Regions from separate parts of the Rattus norvegicus genome. Here region 1 is linked to region 2. A link is a contact called in public Hi-C data. All regions are on one chromosome and are shown on one strand. Each heading gives the region's core, a stretch centred on a gene start, on an enhancer-like site or on the middle of the called end of the contact. The rest is flanking DNA. Distances are from core to core; before and after follow the strand shown.

The links. Hi-C and Micro-C count contacts between places; a contact is called where the count stands out from the background.
Region 1: a Hi-C map of liver shows a contact between it and region 2, with 2.5 times the contacts expected there. The contact joins the enhancer-like site here to the promoter of Chd6 in region 2. A contact is called at or near these places in 3 of 12 Hi-C or Micro-C datasets (liver, mammary epithelial cells and prefrontal cortex) and 1 of 1 datasets of contacts at active chromatin or transcription factors (oligodendrocytes).

The regions. Positions count from the first base shown.
Region 1 is chr3:170,241,830-170,245,462 of GRCr8, reverse strand. No RefSeq gene overlaps it. Among named protein-coding and RNA genes, the nearest start is that of Chd6, 66 kb to the right of the region's middle. Within about 2 kb of position 2,167, at least 59 of the 93 cell types and tissues checked have an H3K27ac peak or open chromatin away from gene starts, as enhancers often do. A contact at or near this core is called in liver and prefrontal cortex, where this site is marked.
Region 2 is chr3:170,175,693-170,179,148 of GRCr8, reverse strand. Chd6 (chromodomain helicase DNA binding protein 6) reads left to right here and starts at 1,714. Exons shown (of 37, transcript NM_001107797.1): 1 at 1,714-1,801.

The DNA of each region.
Region 1 (3,633 bases), core at 918-3,417, 66 kb before region 2:
CTGACTCCACGAGTCCAGGGCTGGGGTGAGGCAGAGCATCATGGAGAAAGTCATGATGGAGCAGAACTACTTTCTCGTAGTGTCTGAGAAGCAGAGAGAGAGAGAGAGGAAGGGTCAGAGGTAAAGTATAACCCCCAAGAATGTGCCCCCATGGGGCTTTCTCAAATCAGACTCACCTTCCAGACCACATCTGTATAATGTTGTATCCTTCATCAAGGGATTAAACCACTGGTTAGTCAGAGCTCTGGGGATGTGGTTACTTCCTTAAATCCTATTAACTGAGAAACAAGTCTCTAACAGATGGGCCCTCTGGGGATACTCCACACGGAAACTGTAACAGTCATCATGTGTGAACACAATGTCTCTGTAGAGTTTACAAGAGGCAATGGGTTAGCTGCTTCTTATCTGCTCTAACGAAATACCTGACAAGAGGTGACTTAAGGAGGATGGAAAGGTTTGCTTGGGCTCACGCTTTGAGGGTACAGTCCATAGTGTTGGGGAAGGCTCAGAAAGAGAAGCTTGGGGCAGCTGGGCGTCACAATGCATCCGCAGTCAAGAAGCTGACAGAGATGAATGCTGGTGCTCACCCCACTTCCCCTTTCTATGTGGCTCAGGACCCCAATGACCTGCATGGTGCAGCCCACGTTAGGGCTGAATCTTTATACCTCAGCTACCCCAATCTAGATACTTCCTCACAGGCACATCTAGAGGCATTAACCATCTACCGGCAACGGTGGAGAGAGGGAGGCCAGCCTCTGCTTGTTCTATTCTCAGCCTACCTGCTGCTCCAGCTCCATGAACTTCTCTGAGTCACAGCAAAATATCAAACGTTTTGCTGCCTCAGGTTGCCCCTGTGTTCCTTCTGCCCAGCTACTCCTTTGTTGGCCCTTTAAGAGTTTCCATTCTCAGCCCAGTGTGGTGGCATACACCTTTAGTCCCAGCAATGGCAGGCAGAGGCAAGAGGACCTACGTGAGTTCAAGGTCAAACTAATCAACGCAGTGAGTTCCAGGACAGCCAGGGCTACACAGAGAAACCCTGTCCAGGAAGACTTAACCAGGAGGCAGTGGTACACGCCTTTAATTCAAGCACTTGGAAGGCAGAGGCAGGCAGATTTCTTGAGTTCAAGGCCAATCTGGTCTTCAGAGTGAGTTCCAAGACAGCCAAGGCTCCACAGAGAAACCCTGCCATTAAAAAAAATTTTTTTTATAAAATAAAAATAAAAACCTTCCATTCTCTCAGCCTTCACGTTTCAGATCAAGTGAGTTCCTCTCTGATCTCAGCCTAATGCCCGTCTTCCACTCTTCTCTCCTAAAGCATCCTGCTTCTTATCACACTTAAACTTTTATCATTTGTATTATGTGGTGTCTGACTCCTCCATTAGACTGTAAATTCCAAGCAGAAGGGGTCATTCAGAGTTGTCCCAGGCACCTCCACAATACCTGACAGCCCGCTTACATTTTTAATAAGTACTTAATAAATCAACCAGGATAGCTAGGAAATCAAGGCTCAAAATAACAATATGCCAGCCAACACGGTGAGAAAAGATCGCTCCTCAGGCACGTATGAGACCAGAGTAGTTCAGACAGTGCCCAGTTCTAACTGTACTTCTGTCTAGCTTGGGCAGGCCAACAATTCTTTATTCATCCCTCAGGAAACTGAGAATCAACAGAGGGCTGCAGCTTGGCAGAGCGGAGGTTTTCCAAGTCTGGGGGGCTGGGGACAACGCCAGTGTTGGCCCAAGGGATACCTACCTGAAAGATAAGCCACCTCTCCAATACGGCGGGCGTTACTGCCTATACAATTCTTTAAAAAGATCCCCACCTACCTCCAAACCTCATGTGCACAGCACCATAGCTCTTAATAACGTCTCAAAGCTTCCCAAGAACAGCAGGTGTTGGGGGAGTAATTTAGGGCCATTATTTTCTCGTTTTACAGTTTTTCTATTTCTCAGTAAATCTCTCTAAAAGGTGATTACTAGAAACCCAAGTCTGGGAACGCTCAAGATAAATGGATGGAAGGAAAACCCCTGCTCTGGGACACCCTGTCCCTACTCTCAGACGTTCTTCCACAGCGCCTTCTGGCGGAAGGGAGGAACCAGCGTGGACAACCACCAGTCTTTTCCAGTGATTATTGCCTCTCTGCCAATTGCCGCTGCAGCAAAGAGACCAGGGCGTCACAGAACTACAAGCTAAAGCTACTACATTTCCCAGCGGGCCTCGAGGCAAGTTGGTTCTGAGCAAAGGCTCTGGCTCGATTCCCTTGCTCAAAAGTGAGATGTTTAAAAAAAAAAAAAGTTTACTCTTCATCACAGTCGATGAAGCCCTTACGGACTCAGGAAATCACGCACTGCTCGCATCTAGAGGAAGTAGAAGCCGTAAGGTTTTCTGGGAAATGTAGTTTTCAAGACGACTTCTAGGAATCAGAGGGACGAGCTTTTAAAAATACGTAGAGATGAGTTAGGTTGTATCACACGATTTCCGCAGTCAGCTGTCATCTAACTGTGAGTGTAAGATCCTGGGCTCAGAGCAAGTAGCGTCCAGCACTGCCTAGACTGGACTTCCAGATTGGCTTCCTTTGCTATTCCGTATTAGCATATTCTCGCTAGCCCCGTCTCTCCATCTTTACAGACTACGGGACCTCCTCATGCTGTTTTAACAGCTGCTGCCTATGCGGCAGCGATAGAAATGCTCTTAACAGCTTCATAACGTTAGTGAAGAAGCCATTAATGGTCTATCAGATCGCCTTGTCTTTGGGAACTCTTTCACTACCTGTTCTCACCTTATCATTTAGTCTTCACCCATGGCTATGTGTGACTCCACAAAGGTTCCATTACACTTAATCAGTTTCCTGTTGTATTTTGCCCCTTAGCCAGCCTAGATCTTAGGAATCCGTGGATCCCTCAATAACATTTTGGAACACCAAACACTTGGTTAGTATAATTACCTGATCTGAGTAGGCTAGGATTTCCTCGAAAACCTCAGTACCTAATCTAACATGTTGCTAGCACAGAAACCAACATGCCAGAGTACAGTGGACAGGTAAATAACTTACAAATCAGTAATTAAAATGGGGAAATTGGGTAAAGCGTAAGTCACAGAAGAAGAAATGAAATGACCATTTTATCAGCAGGAAAATGTAAAGCAAGACACAGTAAGATACCGTTCTAAAAAAACCAGGTTGGGAAGATTTAAAAACCTTACTCCCTTCATTCATCTGTTGGTGGTCACTGTGTTGGAAGGAAGGTAAGCGAATGGAGAGAGGCCGCTGAGAACCATAGCTGTCCACAGCCTGTGTTTGCTGAATTCCATCTCCCATTACACTTCACGTTTGTCCTCTAAAGACACAAGAATGAAAGGCAGAACAAAGCAAAGCGGTAGGGCAGTATTCTAGACTGGAAACTTGGTGAGAAGAGAAAAATATTAACGTTCAAGAGAAACATAACACAGATAGAGAAACAAGAAATAGGAAAAGTCAGCAGAGTGATATGTTGAAATAGGTGCGTTTGGGGGATGGGGAGGAGGGATGAGGCCTTTTCCAAAGCCTTGTGACAGGGGATTGTTTCCGATGAAATGCCAAGCATGAGCAATGGTTTCTATTCCAGATTTTTTAAAAAAATTAAAAGATTATAGCCA
Region 2 (3,456 bases), core at 465-2,964:
TGCTGCTTACTGCCTTGCTCCTCATGACTTGGTCAGCTTGTTTTCTTGTAAAATCCAGGACCATCAGCCCAGGGTTGGCACCACCCACAATGGGCTGGGGTCTCCCCAATGAATTATTACTTAAGAAAATGCCTTACTGCCTTGCCTACAGTCTGAGCGAGGCTCCCTCCTCTGATGACTCTAGCTTGTGTTAGCAGGTTGGTATAAAACTAGCCAGTACAAGAAACAAGAAGAGAATAGGGCCACTGGCTGAAAGACATAGGAAAACTAGTATCTCTAAGAAGCTAAAAATATTCTCTCAGGGAGTACAGAGAGGTTCTGTTAACGTTGTGATTACCCTTGACACACTCAAACCATTCTCATCCTAAACACTTCTGACAAACTGCTTTTGGAGTCAGATTCAGAGTATCCCTCCCTGCTTTAACGAAGGCAAAATGAGCTTTTAAAGTCAGAGTCCAACCAGTTTCCTTTTTCTTCTTTTTCTTTAATTATTCACTAGGGAAACACTCCAGACGGGGCAAGCAGGAGTGAAGAGGAAAAGTGACCACCGGGTCCCAGATTAGGAAGGATGCTATGAGGAATATTCAGTTAGGCAGGGCAGGCTCTAGATTCCTCCTTGCCCTAATTGCTCCTCCCCCATCTTTGGTCTGATGTCCTTCCTCCCGCCATCTGTTTTCTTTATGGCATTTATCACTACCTGCCTCTGTATTCATTTATTTACTTTATTTATTGCCTTTCTTTTGCCTGTTCGGTGAGAGCATGGGCTTTGTCCTATTGACCGCTACATCCTCCATCTCAGATCAATGTCAGGTATTTATTTAGTGGGCACTTAAAAATTAGCTGCTAAAAAAACGAATTACGGAAGATAACAATTGGTTGAATCTCTGTCATATGCTAGGCCCTGTCCTTGAGGATGCTACAAGGATGGTAGTGGAGATAGGCCCGAAAATAAACACACCATGGTTCCACTCCTGATGGTTACTGAAGCATATCCAATGTGCTGCAGGATCCTCAGGGCTGGAAAACTCCCGGGGTGTGCAGGGCCCTGGGAAGAAGCTCCTAGTATGCTAGGGAGCCAGGAGGATCTGCAGTATAAGCAGTTGGAGACTGACGACCAGGCTCCTCGCTTCTCCTGGTCTCTCAGCATCTTCTTTTTTCTGTCCGTTGGGACCTTCACCTCTCCTCGCGTGCGCCTTGCGGGATCTGGGCGCCAGCGGGACTCTTGCACCGTGGGACCCCAGTACATCTTCTCCCACCTCCGGAGAGCCAATACCGAGTTTTCCAGCTTGCTTGCCCACTACCTGTGAGACCTCCACCTGCAGGCTGAGCTCCTGCCGCCTGCCAGCGCTCGGGTCCTCGCCCCTTGCTTGCAAGCCACCGAGTGCTGTACCCCGCCCCGCCCCCTCCGCCCGTGGGACCCCAGCCCCGCCCCGCCCCCGCGGTCGGGCCGCTTCGTTCCGGGGGGGCGGGCCGGGAGCTGCGCTGTCTGCAAGGCGGGGAGAGCTATGCTACGAGGCGGGGCTTTTCCGATATCGACCAATCAGCGCTGCGATCACATCCATGCAAATACGAGCACAATGGAGCGAGCCCATCACTCGCTCCTGCAAGCAAGCTTGAAACGGGCTTCAGTCTGATCAGCAGCCCAGATGACCAATGAGCCTGTGTTTTGGGCAGCCGAAGCCCAATGGCGTGGCAGGGAAGGCGGGCCCGAGCTGGGTTAGGGTGTCCTTGCAGGGTGTCTGAGCTAAACTTCACCAAATAATAGCTGTTTGTATTTTGGCTGCTGCAGGAGCCATTTTAGGTAAGTTCTTCTCTTAACTTTTTATTTTCCTGCCTGACCCCGGCAGACTGGCCTTGCCCGCGGGGACCCTGTCTCCGCCCCGCTGGCCGGGATGGGGCTGCCCTATGAATGGAGCGGGGCTGAGGGGCCGCGGCGGCGCGAGGCCCGGCCGGGCAGGGGTCCGAGCGCGGCCGCGGGCGTATCGCCATGCCTAGGGCCCCGAGGCCTGAGGCGAGGGGCTTGGCGTCCGCCCCTCTGGGCTGCCGCGCGCTCCGGCCGCTCGCCGTCCTTGGGAGAGCGCCGCTGCGGGCCGCGCGCCCAGGCTTGGGGTCCCGCTTCAGACCCCAAACGCGGGCCTTTGCGGCGGGGCGGGGCCTGCCAAGGCCTCCCAGGGGACCCCGGCGGCCCACGGCGCGCGAGGGCCGCCCCTCCGCCCGCCAGCCGCTACCGCCCCCGCGGAGAAGTTGCTCCGCTCCGCGTCCTGCGTCTGTTTGCAGGGGTGGAGGAGGGTGGGCCGGTGCCAGGCTGCTGCTCCGGGAGGGGGCGGGGGACCTGGCGCGTCCCCGGGTCGCGCGCCCCTCCGGCCCGTTCCTCATGCACTAGCGCGCACTCGCCCCGAAAATTGGAGCCCTGAAGACTCCAAGCCACCAAGCTACCCCGCTGCCAAGTTTGGTGCGTTATTAGATTGCATGTTAGAGCTTGCAAAGAAATTAGAGAGAGGGAGGCAATATTAAAAAAAAATCTGCTCCCTTCAGGGCATTTATTTTTCTTCTCTATTGAGAAGTAACGGAGAATGTCCTTCCTAAAATTTCTAGGGACCATGCCTGTCAGATGTGCAGAGGGTTCGGCAGCTCCTTGGGTTTTAAAACGAGGTTATTAGGAAATCCCCGCACTAGTGAGATAATTGAAATGTGAGTTTGTTTGCAGCTTCAGTTTTATTTGATCCAATTAAAAATGCATAAGCATGCACTTTATATTTGTGTACATAGAGTATTCCTAGTTTGAGTTATGACTAATATGACTGTGGTTTCACGAGTGTGGGATCTAATAAGGCAGTATAATTCAATTTTGAGCTCGTAGGCCCGTGTTCTCCAAATTAGGCTTTATAGACCATTAGTAATCTGGCCAAGGTTTCTAGCGAGTCTCTGGCATCTCCGAGCATCTTTCTCCCGGGCTGTGTGTGCCTTTTTCTCCACCCCTTAAAAAACTGTTCATTTCTGCTGTAACAGATTCATGAACAGGGAAAAAAATAGATATTTTAAATATTGACAGTTTTCAAGAGTGTCTGAAATATTTTGCCTAGGATTTGATTATTTCCCAAATGGTATATAAGAATGCCATGCCAGTAGGCCCCCATATTGGCATACTCTGTGGGGAATCTGCTTATGGTGCTTTTGGAAAAGTCTGGACAGACACCACGTTTTCTTCCAGAGCTGTGAATGCTTGACTTATTGTAACAGAGGGAGTGGGTCTGTCTCCTTGACTCTGCGTAGCACGGGAGTTTAGTTGGAAGCCAAGTTGGAAGATCAGGTTGGCAACCTCCGAGAGAGAGTTTTTGTGAACTTTGTGGTTCTCTGGCAACAGAAGGATTTGAGATGTGTGTATGATAAAGTGATTAGGCATGAGTTGTCATGTAGCATGGTTTATGCCAACCAGAGCAGGTGGTTTCACATAAA